Regions from separate parts of the Sus scrofa genome. Here region 2 is linked to region 1. A link is a contact called in public Hi-C data. All regions are on one chromosome and are shown on one strand. Each heading gives the region's core, a stretch centred on a gene start, on an enhancer-like site or on the middle of the called end of the contact. The rest is flanking DNA. Distances are from core to core; before and after follow the strand shown.

What was found. A called contact is a pair of places that touch in the nucleus more often than the background predicts.
Region 2: a contact with region 1 is called in a Hi-C map of mesenteric adipose tissue, with 1.5 times the contacts expected there. The contact joins two enhancer-like sites. A contact is called at or near these places in 2 of 47 Hi-C or Micro-C datasets (embryonic fibroblasts and mesenteric adipose tissue) and 1 of 2 datasets of contacts at active chromatin or transcription factors (alveolar macrophages).

Annotation. Positions count from the first base shown.
Region 1 is chr12:43,807,962-43,814,720 of Sscrofa11.1, reverse strand. No RefSeq gene overlaps it. Among named protein-coding and RNA genes, the nearest start is that of NF1, 57 kb to the right of the region's middle. Within about 2 kb of position 3,565, at least 25 of the 83 cell types and tissues checked have an H3K27ac peak or open chromatin away from gene starts, as enhancers often do. A contact at or near this core is called in mesenteric adipose tissue, where this site is marked.
Region 2 is chr12:43,986,709-43,993,467 of Sscrofa11.1, reverse strand. The region is part of intron 1 of KSR1 (kinase suppressor of Ras 1); the gene reads right to left. Among named protein-coding and RNA genes, the nearest start is that of KSR1, 63 kb to the right of the region's middle. Within about 2 kb of position 3,972, at least 10 of the 83 cell types and tissues checked have an H3K27ac peak or open chromatin away from gene starts, as enhancers often do. A contact at or near this core is called in mesenteric adipose tissue, where this site is marked.

The DNA.
Region 1 (6,759 bases), core at 2,316-4,815:
ATGAAGTTGACCCAGGCCGTCTTTTGCTGCAATGAGAGAGGGGAAGTGTAAGCGTTTCCCATTACGTTATTAGAGCAGAAGTCACGATGGGGTGCTCTTAAGAAAGAGCTAAGGGACGGATTCAGGAGTTTTGAAATTCTTTAACCAGAGCAGTGCTACACTGATCAGTTTTATGACTATTTGCTCCCATCAGGAAGTTTTTGTTTACACAAAGTTTTTGTTTTTTTGTGGTTTGGTGGTTTGATTTATTTGTTTATTTGTTTATTTTTGGCCATGTCTGCAGCATGTGGATGTTCCTGGGGCCAAGGATTGAACCTGTGGCATTGCAGCACCCCAAGCCACTGCAGTGACAACATTAGACCCTTAACCTACTGCACCACAAGAGAACTCCCTACACAAAGTTTTCTTTGTGGCTGAAAAGTATTTGCAGAATATGGATCTAGTCTCAGTCCCTAATTTTACATATGAGGAAAGTGAGGCTCATGCAAGTGAAATGACTTATCACTCAGTTAGAAGCAGATCCAAGAACAGAACCCAAGGACTTGCAGTGGTCAGGGGTCATGGTTGTCCATTATAGAAGCCAATTCTGGATAAATCGAGCAAAGTTTCATAGGGACTGTCAGAATTTATAGGACTCTGAGAATCAGATTTGGAAATATCAGGAATATCAAGAGCCCTCTGGAAGAATTCCCACTGTGGTGCAGTGGGTTAAGGATCCGGCATTGCCACAGCTGTGGCATAGGTCACAGACGTGGTTCGGATTCAACACCCCACCACCACCACCAAAAAAAAAAAAAGGCCAAAACTTGGACAAGGTTTGAAGAAACTCTAGAAATTGTCTCATAACCAGAGGAGCCTCTTCAAAATACGGATGCCTCTTCCACCTCAGCTGCCGTGGATGGCGCCAGCTTTCCCCTCTTAGTCTCCTGTCATTTGTTCAAGATTCAAAGTCCCAGGAGAGAGTAACCGGTTGGCTGAGCTGAAGTCACGCACTCTTGCTGCAGCTGAACTGGAGCCAGGAGAGGCCGATCCCTTGAATTCCCATGTGCGAGCGTCACCACAATCCCCCACCCACAGACAGGGAGGGCTATGCCCCAAAGGAAATGTGGGGTACTATTTAGGGAGAATGGATGTGGGCAGACCGTGAGGCAACCACAGGGAGCCCGGTGGTGTAGAGCGGATCCTGACCACATGGATAAATTGCCCCAAACAGGAAGGGATGCAGCAGGGAGGAAAAAAATCTTTGTTGATGTTTAACCTGACTCTGACCTTTCCCAGGGTGAGCTTCTTTCCTGCTGTTACATCCTCGGTTCAGTTGGGAAAACCCCTGACAGCTGTCTCTGCAGTCCCCCAACTCATCACCAACTTGAAACTAGTTGTTTAATAATCCTACACCCACTCGGAACAATGGCTGTTTTAGAACATTATTTCTCTCGGAACTTCCATAGGCTACAGGTGTGGCCCTAAAAAGGAAAAAAAAAAAGAAGAAGAATAAAAGAATATTATTTCTTTAATATGAAGATCTGGGTTGTTCCTGGCATGGTTCAGTTGTTAACAAACCCAACTAGGATCCATGAGGTTGCAGGTTCCCTCGCTCAGTGGGTTAAGGATCCGGAGTTGCTGTGGCTGTGGTGTAGGCCATCAGCTACAGCTCTGATTAGACCGCTAGCCTGGGAAGCTCCATATGCCACGGATGCAGCCCTAGAAAAGAAAAAAAAAAAAAAAAAAAAAGAAGAAGAAGGTCTGAATCCAAAGTTAGGATAAAGAGATTTCTGGGTCTTTAGAGAAGTAATGACAAATCTATCAGTCAGGGTTTCCAGAGAAACAAAACTAATAGGATGTGTGCATACAGGCAGACCTCAGAGATATTGGGGGTTCAATTCCAGGCCACTGAAATAAAGCAAACATTGCAATAAAGTGAGTCAAATGAGTTGTTGGCTTTCCCAGCGCATGTAAGTTATGTTTACTCTGTGTATCAAGTGTGCAATAGCATTATGTCTTTTAAAAACGATGCAGCTAACTTTATTTATTTATTTAGCCTTCTAGGGCCACACCTATGGCATATGGAAGGAAGTTCCCAAGCTAGGGGTCAAATCACCACAGCTCACCGCAACACCAGATCCTTAACCCACTGAGGGAGGCCAGGGATTGAACCTGCGTCCTCATGGATACTAGTTGGGTCCGTAACCACTGAACCATGCCAGGAACTTCCTAGGTACCTTAATTTTAAAAAAATTTTTTTTGTTTGTTTTGTTTTGCTTTTTATTGAAATAGAGTTAATTGACAATATTTTCGATGTACAGCAAAGTGATTTAGTTATACATATATATTCCAGCGTTTCATCATGTTTTTGCCGATGGAGGGTCTTGCCGGGATGTTGTTGGCTGTTGACTGATCAGGGTGGTGGCTGCTGAGGGTTAGAGTGGCTGTAGCGATGTCTTGAAATAAGGCAACAATGATGTTCTGTGTATCAATCGACTCTTCCTTTGAGGAATGATTTCTCTGTAACATGCAATGCTGTTTGATAGCATTTTATCCACTGTAGAATTTCTTTCAGAATTGGAGTCAGTCTTCTCACACCCTGCCACTGCTTTATCCACGAAGTTTATGTAACATTCTAAATCCTTTGTGGTCAATTTCAACAATCTTCACAGCATCTTCACCAGGAATAGATTCCATTCTCAGATACCACTTCCCTTGCACCCAGCTGCAGGGCCGCACGCTCATTATTCCTTTTGGAACATGTTGCTGCAAACCTTCAATTTGTAAAAAGTGCAATATCTGCAGGGCACCATAGAGCGAAGAGCAATAAAATGAGGTTTGCTGGTGCAGGGAGAGAGGGATTCGTTTTGAGGAACTGGCTCACGTGATTGTGGAGGCTGGTGAGTCCAAAATCTGCAGGGTAGGCAGGAGACTGGAGACCCCGGGGGCGGGGGAAGGGGGGGGTGGTTGCAGCTTAAGCCCCGTGTGGTTGGCTGGCAGAATTCCCTTTTCTTCAGGGGAAATTGGTCTGTTTTCTATCGAGGGCTTTGAATGATTGGCTGAGGCTCACCCACATCTTGGTAATCTGCTTCACTAGAAGTCTAGTACTTTAAATATTAATCTCATCTAGAAAATGCCTTCACAGAAACATGGAGAAATAGTGTTTGACCAATATCTGGGTACCGTGACCTAGCCAAGCTGACACATGAAATTGACCATCACACATGAGTCTCAGAAAAAGGTGAGGAAGGTTTAAATGAATGTATACCCAGCTATAGCCACAGTGTGACCTTGGACAGGCCCTTGCCCTTTGAGGTCTGAGTTCCCTTATTTGTAGGATGAAGGAAATTTTGTTTGTTTGTATGTTTTCACAGAAGTCTGAGCATTATTTAATTATCTTTAATAACCTTTAAAAATCAGCTCGTAAATGCATTTTAGGTAGTTTCACTTCTGCACCTGCTGTGGTGACGTTTGTTCCGATACCATCCCCCCCAAGGAAGTGGTTCCCCAGGGGAGCAAGGCCTGAGAAAGGAAGGGACAGCCCTCTTCTGCCTGTCCCACAACTCTGTGACAGGCACACAGCTGGCCTGGCCTGAGACAGGGCAGGAAGAGGCCACAGGGCTGAGTGCAGGGGCAAAGTGCCAGGGTCCCGAGTGGCCTGGCCTCCAGCCACCTGCACTTGTGTCTGTTGTTGGTTTTGTCATTAAAAAAATTAAGCAACAATTCCTGGTGGGGACCAGGTATCGTACTGTCTTCTGTTAACTGCTTGAGTTGGGTGATCTCTAAGGGTTTGGGAGTAAAATAGGAAGATAAGTATAAGAATTGAATTTATCCCTTCCCAGGTCCTCCTGGAGAATTTCCCATAGAGTTTAAAATGGTGAGAGGAGTTCCCATTCGTGGCACAGCCGAAACGAATCCGACTAGGAACCATGAGGTTTCGGGTTCCATCCCTGGCCTCACTTAGTGGGTGAAGGATCCGGCGTTGCCGTGAGCTGTGGTGTAGGTCGCAGACGAGGCTTGGATCTGGTGTTGCTGTGGCTGTGGTGTAGGCTGGCAGCTGTAGCTCTGGTTCTCGACCCCTAGCCTGGGAACCTCCATATGCCTCGAGGGCGGCCCTAAAAAGCACAAACGCAGAAAAAAATGGTGAGAACTTCCATCAGGCGTGGAGACCAGGAAGGGAGCTCTTTACGGGTTTCCTACCCAGCACCCATCTCCAGCTTACTAGCAGCATTCCGGTGTTCCTTCAGGTTCCCCTCTCCCTTACATTGTCATGTGCTTCCAGAGGGCTGACCTCATGCTCAGCACCAGCTGTAGGCCTGCTTGGCTTAAGGGGACTTCTATCTTCCTGCCATTTTTTAAAATTTAATTTTTATTTTATATTGGAATATAGTGGATTCAGCTACACATATACACATATCCATCCTTTTTCAGATTCTTTCCCCATATAGGTCATTACAGATTATTGAGTAGAGTTCCTTGAGTTGTACAATAGGTCTTTGTTGATTATTTTATATGTAGTAGTATGTGTATGTTAATCCCAAACTCCTAATTTATCACCCCCCCCCCCCACACACACACACGACTGCCACATTTCCCATTTGGTAACCATGAGTTTATTTTCTGTCTGTGAGTCTCTTTCTGTTTTGTAAATAAATTCATTTGTATCATTTTAAATTATTTATTTATTTATTTTTGTCTTTTTGCCTTTTCTAGAGCCGCTCCCGCAGCATATGGAGGTTCCCAGGCTAGGGGTCTAATCGGAGCTGTAGCTGCCAGCCTACGCCAGAGCCACAACATCAAAGGATCCGAGCTGTGTCTGCAACCTATACCACAGCTCAAGGCAATGCCAGATCCTTAACCCACTGAGTAAGGCCAGGGATCAAACCTGCAACCTCATGGTTCCCAGTCAGATTTGTTAACCACTGCACCACGACAGGAACTCCCATGTATCATTTTTTAAAGACTCCGCATATTAGTGATATCATACGATATTTGTCTTTCTCTGTCTGACTTCATTTAGTATGATCATCTCTAGGTCCATCCATGTTGCAGCAAATGGTGTTACTTTATTCTTTTCATGACTGAGTAGTATTCCACTGTATATATGCACTGCATCCTCTTTATTGATTCCTCTGTCAGTGGAACATTTAGGTTGTTTCCATATCTTGGCTATTACAAATAGTGCTGCAAAGTACTTTGGGGTGCATGTATCTCTTTGAATTATGGTTTTCTCCAGGTATACACCTAGGAGTGGGATTGCTAAATCATATGCTAACTCTATTTTTAGTTTGTTTTTGTTTTTTTTTTGTCTTTTTTTTTTTTTTGCTATTTCTTTGGGGCCGCTCCCACAGCATATGGAGGTTCCCAGGCTAGGGGTTGAATCAGAGCTGTAGCCACCGGCCTACGCCAGAGCCACAGCAATGCGGGATCCGAGCCGTGTCTGCAACCTACACCACAGCTCACAGCAACGCCGGATCGTTAACCCACTGAGCAAGGGCAGGGACCGAACCCGCAACCTCATGGTTCCTAGTCGGATTCGTTAACCACTGCGCCACGACAGGAACTCCTATTTTTAGTTTTTAAAGGAACCTCCATACTGTTCTCCATAATGGCTGCACCAGTTTACATTCCCACCAACGGTGTAGGAGGATCCGTATCCTCTTTTCATTTGTTGGTTCAAGAACCCAGTCAATTAACACACAGTGATTCTCTGGATGTGGGGATGGGTTCACAAAGAGACTGGTAACTAGTCGGAGTCAATACAGTGTAAGGAAAAGTTTGCTGGAAACTTCTGAAAAAGTTACATGCTCCTGCTCGAGAGATACCTCCCAGAGAGAAGCTGTCTGGAATGCAGATGTGGTCAGGCGAGGCTCAGAATTGTGGCAACCATTCCGCTACGAGTGTAAGAAGAATCCAACTCAAGAGAATCCCAGGAACCAAGGAGTTCCTGCTGTGATGCAGCAGACTAAGGATGCAGCATTTCCACAGCTGTGGAGTAGGTTGAAGCTGCAGCTCAGATTCAAGCCCTGGCCTGGGAAATTCTATATGCCGTGTATATGCCTCCCCCCAACCCCAAAAAGAATCCCAAGAACCAAACCTGAAACCTGAAGCCCTGGTTGTATTATATCCAACCACCCCCTGGTGGTAGACTCTTCCAATTATGAGACCCAATAAATCCTCTTTATTTTTTAAGCCAGTTGGACTGGGGGTTTGAGTTACTTGTAACAAAAGCGAACCTAACACACCCAATAAAGAGTGCCATTGAAATACTTCTGGACTTAGTGCTAGGCTAACTCTAGCAGAATCCCTCTCCTGTCCTGCCCTGGAGGGTAAGGACAGGCAGACACAGCTGACAGGAAGCTTGAACAGCAGGGCTTTCTCTCTGAGCAGACAGCTGCAGCAGGCAGTACCTGCATCCACTGGGGGCTTTCCTTCAAAACAAGCACATGAGGAGACGACACTGATCTATGCAACGATGCTACAAATCCAAAGAAGAGAACCACTCTGAAGAGTTGGAGGAATTCACCTTTCGAAGTAAATTCGTGCACCATTTTAGAAAGTGGAGATTATTGTTTAATCTGCTCAGGATCCTTCCTCGACCTCTTTTGATAACTGGCCTCATCCAGTGGACACAGGCCTGGGAAAGATACTACAGGCTAGACCAAAAAGTCTGAAATGTTTCCCAAAGCTGGAAGAGAGGAATTTTTTTTTTTTTATGGCCACACCCTTGGTATATGCAAGTTCCCAGGCTAGGGGTCCAGTTGGAGTTGGAGTTGC
Region 2 (6,759 bases), core at 2,723-5,222, 180 kb before region 1:
GAAAAGCTATTTTTCTTAAACCATGGCTGGCCTATTCCACATAATGCATTACACATTTTCTCCCCGGTCCCGTTGTAAATTTTAAACACAACTGTTAGTTCGTTCCTGCAATTATTCTGAAGGTAGAAAAATGAAAGGGGGAGAAGAATGGCAAGCAAACAGGATGACTTCAGCGCTATTATTTTCAAAGGCAATCCGCCCAGTTAAAGCATACTGTCACCCACCAAGGGCAGGAAGACAGAGAAATACAGAGATATAGAAATATATAGGTTTTATATGTGGCGATAGTTTGAAAACATTTTCAATGCAGATGGGAAACACTCATGCCTGGGAATAAATGACAAAGCATTTTTGATCCTAACATCCATCCCCATAGTAGGCTTCTGCGTCTCCTCCTGGAATCTTGAACAGGGGCGAAAGCCATATGGCCACAAAGACACTGGATTAAAAGGTCCTATCTTCTGGAAGCATGATGTTAAATATCGTACAAAGTATCACGGTATAGACTACAAAATATGCCCCAATTTAAGTCAAATACCAGATCCTATAGCAGTAAAGGTTCCTCCACCCAGTCCCAGGGGATCTTTCAGTGGAAGGATGAGAAGCCCTTGAAGACACAGTCAGATCGGGTTCAAAGACTCAGGCCATCTGGGCTGAGCCAGCCCACTGGGCAGACAGGCTTTCAAAAGAGGCCCCACTCACTGGACACTCCAGACTGCTCCCCAAGACTCTCTCCAGTCCCCAGGTTTCCTAAGACACCAAGTTGGGGACTAGGAAAGCAAACCCAACTTGCTTCCTCTTGCAGGAAACTCCCTGAGGCTGAGGACCAGCACCCGCCCCCGACCCCTGCCCCCAACACAGAAGGGTGGGATGGCAGGCTGCCCTTGGCCATCGGTCAAGGTGGTCTGAGGTCTGGGGTCTGACTCCCCATTCAGTGGTCCTGTATAACCACCCATCACCTCTCCACTCTTTGTTCGGGTTAATAATCTAATAGGTATTCAGGGTAAGGCCCTTCCCTTCGGGCCCTGAACTTCTTCACCTGCACCATCTGGCTGGACTGGATGGAAATTCCAAGATCCTTTGTAGCCCTCTTACCTTAAGAATCCACACCTCCATTTGATCAATCCCAAAGCCAAGGCACCCCAATTGGGGTTCTGATCAATATTTGTGGTTGGTGATGAAACTGAGGTTATAGTTCAGTGAGGTGCCTTTCATGAGCCTCAGGTGATAAAAAACTCACCACCTGGCCATGCACTGCCCAGAGGCGCCCTGTCCCTAGACACAGAGACCTGACATCCAGCCACACTCTGCTGCCTGGGAGCAAGGAAAGATCCTTTCTCTAAATGGCCAACCCAGGGGCCCCCCTTGCTACAGGCACCCACAAAACTCGAACCCACAATCCTTGACACATAACCCAGAACTTCAGCCATGGGGGCCACATCCTGTCTCCAGTTCACACTCCTTGACCTCAGGATGGGTCAACCACGAGTTTGACTATGGCAAAGGGGTAAACACATGAAGGCTGCCATTCTGTAAATCCTGGCACTCTTGCTGGTGGGTGGGTGGGGGAGGGGGGCGGGTGGGGGGGAGGGGACAGGGGGAACATGCCAGGCCCTAAAGATTTCAAAGAATAGGGTTAAATGTGTACAAACACTCTGACCCAGCAAATTCCACCTCTAGGAATACACTCATGCACTCGCCGCAACAAGGTTTCTATTAGCAAGGTGTGGAAAGAGCCTGAATGGCCGCAAGTGGGGACGGGTGTGATGAGTTTATGACATGACCACAAGATGCAGCCACTACTAGGCATAGTGCACACCTGTGTGCACTGGTGCGGACAGAGAACATTTCCATGGCTTCGCACATGTGAGCAGCAGGAATACATCCCTGTACGTTTGTACGCAAATGCAGGGGAGCCAAACAGTAGAAGAATATACAGCCAAACATGAACAAGAATTAACTCTGAGAGGTGGCATTATGGCTGCGTTATCCTGATAGTCATTTGTGTTTTCTTTGGAATAATGAGCCTTTATCATGATGTGGATTTTAAAATATTTTAATACAACTGGAAAGCTAACGAGTGCAGTGCTCACCAGAGGAATGATGCCGAGAGAAGGGCAGGTATCTATTAAAACAATTATGAGTAAGAGGATCTCTAGGCAGCTTCTCATTTCTCAGAATGAGAGCAGCACGGAGCGATTGCATCACACTTTGCTGACAGAGACCTGTCTTTGAGGATGTGCCGGGCAGCACTTTAGGGAAGCGGCCCCCAGCCCGAGCACTGGGGCCGCACAGTCTGGGGTGGCCACCAAAAGGCCCCGGCATCTGGAATTGAGCCACCAGGCGCCCCTGGGCTGGCCCTTTTTGTTCCTGGCCACTTCCTTGGGCTCAGCTGTCATGACCCTGAGCAGAATACCACCCTGCCCCCAGTGTCTAGAGGCAGTTGTGAGGTTCAGAACATGAGCTCTGAAGACCAGTTAACCCAGGTTCTACCGCCGAGTAACTCACTCTCTGAATCTCTCTGAGCTGCCATGTCCTCATCTGCAGAATGGGGACAAAACCTCACGGGTCCTTGTGAGCATGAAATGGGGCAACACGTGCCAAGAGCCTCAGAACAGGTGACCGAGAAGGTTTCTCGTTCCAGCTCTGCCCTCGCTCCGCTGGAAGGTCCTCCCATAACCCCACAGGCCCCTCTACGCAGCTTTCCCTTTGAACTGAATGCAGGAAAAGATCCCAATCAGTCTACTCTGAAAGGATGTCCTTTTCAAAAGCACAGAGAGACTTGGCCACAGGCACTCTTACTGCCCCCACCGCTGCGCACACGGCCACCAACGACCAGGGCCTTTGCAGCCCCTCTCCAGGCCACAGCCACCGGGCAGGTCCAGGATCCTGGGGTGGGGAATGCAGTGTTCCCAGCTTGCCAGCCGACCTGGCGGGGAAGGAGGCCCTCCCAGTGGTGTCCCCAGGCAGAGGCTCACCTGGGCTGCAGATCTGATAAGGCCTCCCTTCCAACACCCCCCAGGCCTCCCCATTCTTGGGACCTGCAGAGTCCTCTCCAGACTGCCTCCGAGGAACGCTGGTGGCAAGTTTCACCAGGGGAAAAAAATTGCCAAGCTGAAAGCAGACACCAAAGGGGACAGTGCCCCAGCTCTGCCTCCCTCCGGGGGGTGGCTAGAGTGAAAGCCTCCCACAGGAGGTTAGAACCATGGGGCAGGGCAGAAGCAGAGAAACGCCACACTCTGAGGCGGGGGCTGGGCGGGGAAAGGAAACCGGACTTCGCTCTCAGCTCTGCCAGGGGCATTCGACTCGGGACAAGTCACTACCAAGACGCTGGGACTATTTCCCATAAAAGCAAGAGTCGGACCGGCCAACCAGCACATTCTCAATTCCGAGGCACTCTTAGCAAGTCATTGTTCTGAAGTTGCTACTGTTTGCTGGCCTGGCTCCTCCATTAGACCCAACGTGTCCCCACACACTGGGAAAGCATCCCACCTACCTCAGCATCCTTGCCAGGGTGGTGGCAGCGAGCAGCTCAGCAGGCAAATCAGTAATAACTGCAGGTTTGTTGAGTGAATACATGTCCATGCACACCCCCAAGGACCTGCTCTGTGGGAACAAATGGCACCCCCTCCTCTCCCAGCAGCTCTACCGTCCACCACTCTGGGAAGCGGGGGGGCACCGCAGGGAGAGCTCAGGTCCTCCACACCGCAAGGGTCTGACCTCTGCCACAGCGGAGCGGAGTGAAGGTCAAGGCCCTTTGAGGACCCCTTTCTCTAGATCAGCTTGCTTAGCAGAAACTTGTCTCTATAAGAGCACCAGATGGGGACACTTGGTGTGGCAAGGCCTGTCTCTAGAAAGTGCTAGACGGCTGGCAGGAAAAGGCAAAGTTACAATGTCCAGAAAACATGACTCCGTGAGGCACCACTGTCTCCCTGCCTGGCACAGATCTGGCCCAAAGAGGACACGTGAACGAAGGAAAGAACCCACGTGGAGCTCCAGGCCCAGCTGCAAGGCAGCCAGGTGTCCCCGTGTGAGCACATCCGGGGAAGGAGAACATTCCATCTCGCCTCCGTGGAGTTGTCAGACCCCAAGGAGGGTCTGATGGAGAGAAGGCACCAGGTTCTGCTGGAATGAAGTTGCCTCCCAACTTCTGTTTACAGATTCAGACTCTGGGTTCAGATTTTATCTCCTTCCCCTTCTCATCTCGAGAGGAAAAAATATGCGTGTGATGAAGGCTGGTGGATTTCCAGGAAATCTGCAGAGACGGAGGGGGGTCCAGCACACCGACTGGCAGGTAGGAGGCAGATATTAAACCTTGGCTTCTTCCAGTCTTTTGGATCCAGACTGGACCACCACTCCCTGGAGGAAGGCAGGGCCCCAGACGTGCTGACCCCCCACCCCCGATGATCCAGGCTACGATCTGAGGCACCAGCTGTCGGGCCCAGGGTCAGGGACTTCCCGGGGCACCTCATTGAGTGCATATGTAGTGGGAGCCAGAGTGGGCTGGGGTTCCTCCGATGCTGGGAGAAGTCTGGCGTGGTTGCGTAAGCCAAACCCTCTGGTCAGCCCCTTCTTCAAAAGCCAAGAATCCAATGTTGCAAGCCCTGTCTCTGGGGGCCCTGGCCTGGTATGTGAGGAGAGCCTGCAGAACAGGAAAGAAAGCCAGAGTGGACATCCCACTGCCCCACCTGACCTCACCACAGGCTGCCGGGACTGTTTCCTGGCTTGTGTCACCAGCTCTCGGAAACAAGAGCCGGCTGTCAAAGAACCTTCCCCTACATGTGGCCTGGGGTGTGAATGCCTTCACTGGACTCTCACTGGGAAAGTTCATGGGCTGACTCTCTTGGTAGAAAGCCTGCGGACTTAGAGACTCACAACAAAGTCACCGGTTTAAGTAGCCTTGTGCCCATTTTACAGATGAGGAAGCCTGAGATTCAGACGTCATGGGACTGGCCCAAGGTCATACAGACAGTATCTGGACCCGAATTCAAAGTCACTGGCCACCGTGCCCCTGTCGTCAGCATGCTTGGAGTAATACCATCCCCCCATTCTATCAGTTTGGTAAATCTGGATTTTAGAACCACTCTTAGGGATATTCTTACACAGGGGTGTTAGAACAAACATTTATTTCAACCCCATTGAGGCCCCTTCCCTAGACCGCAGAATTGAGGGCCATAAGAGCCTGCAGAGACCACTCTAAGCTCCCTATTCAAGAAGGGAGGCTGAGGCCTAGGGAACTGGATCCTGGCATCTAAAGTCCCATCCCCCAAACAGCCCAGGTCCCACCTTTTCAGGGAGTAAGGTGGACCCAAATCCACATGATAGTGGAGAGGACACGGAGCTGGGTACTGGGTCTGGTTCCCACTGCGAACCCCTTTGGGCCTTTGGATGGGCTTCTGGTGGCCAGAGCTGATCATCCAATACACACCCAGGAAGGAGGCCACTGAATAAACCAACCCAGAAACTCAAGTACAGGGACACCCTGGGGTGTCCTAATGCCAACCCTTGGTCCAAATGAGTGACCCTGGAAGTGAGGGCACCAAGAAGGCAAGGCACCGCTTCCAGAGAAAAAGCAGCACATGATTCTCCCAGGCCCACTCTCCCAAGCAGGAGCACTTGGGAGCGACGTGGGGACATTCAGAGAGGCTAACAGAGAACGTTTTCTCATCCCAACAACGTAGCGGCCCAACCAGCCCTGTGTTGCTGGACAACGACCCCTCCTCCCAGAACGAAGCCACACAGGCCCCCTATTGTGTTGGTTTAAAAACTGAACTTTGCTGGGCAAACACTCTCAGCTGTGTTCAAGAAACCAGTTTCTCTCACCAGTTGGAAAACAGCAGCGTGCATGCAGAAGGGACAGTCGTGGGGGGGAAGGGGTGGGGTGGGGTGGGGTGGGGTGGGGTGGGGTTGTTGGTTGGTTTGTTTTTTAAGTAAAAGCCCTGGTCAGTACTGCTATAGCAACTACAACAAAAATAATAATAGCTAGCACTGATGAGATGCTTCCAATGTCTCTGGTTTCGTAGCTTTCAAGAAAATAAAACTAAAGGAAAACAGTCACCCCCGACCGTTTGGGATCAAACAGGGATTCTGGCCTGTGGTGTGCACAGAGGACCGGGTCTCATAATTGCCACAAATCACCAGCTGGCCTGGTCACCGCTGGCAGAGACAATGGTGGTGGTGGTGCGGGGAGTTAGGATGAAAAGTTAAGGTTCTAATAACACAAAATATCTCCAGATCTGCAGAAGGTCAGATGTGACAACACAAGGTGGAAAGAGGCCTCTTTTTCAAAGTAGAATAGCAGCAATTAAGGGGTGCCTGGAATTTCACAGCCTCCCCAGCCTCTGGACAAAAGCAAGCTGGGAAGGTACCAGTTTCCCTCTACTGGGTATGGGGGAGGGGGACTCCCCCTTCTGGGACCCCCAACAACCCTTTTGGTTGATTCTTCCAAATCCTTTAAATACTGCACTTCCCAGCTATAATTTGAGAGGGTAAGGGCCGCATGTCCTATTTCTTCTTTACAATGGAGGCTGCCTCCACCAGAACCCCTTAAATATTGTCATCGGCGCACGGAAAGCTTTGGTCCCCAACATAATAGCTCCTAAGCCAAAGCCCCCCAACCCCGGGGGGTGGGGGGGTGGGGGGGTGGGGGTGCGGGGCAGGGGGAGGTTGGTGGGTAATTACATTGGGAGCAGTGAAACGCTGGGGCAGTGCGAAAGAGAAGCACTCAATGCCCCAGAGGCAAAAATGCAGTTTCAGCAA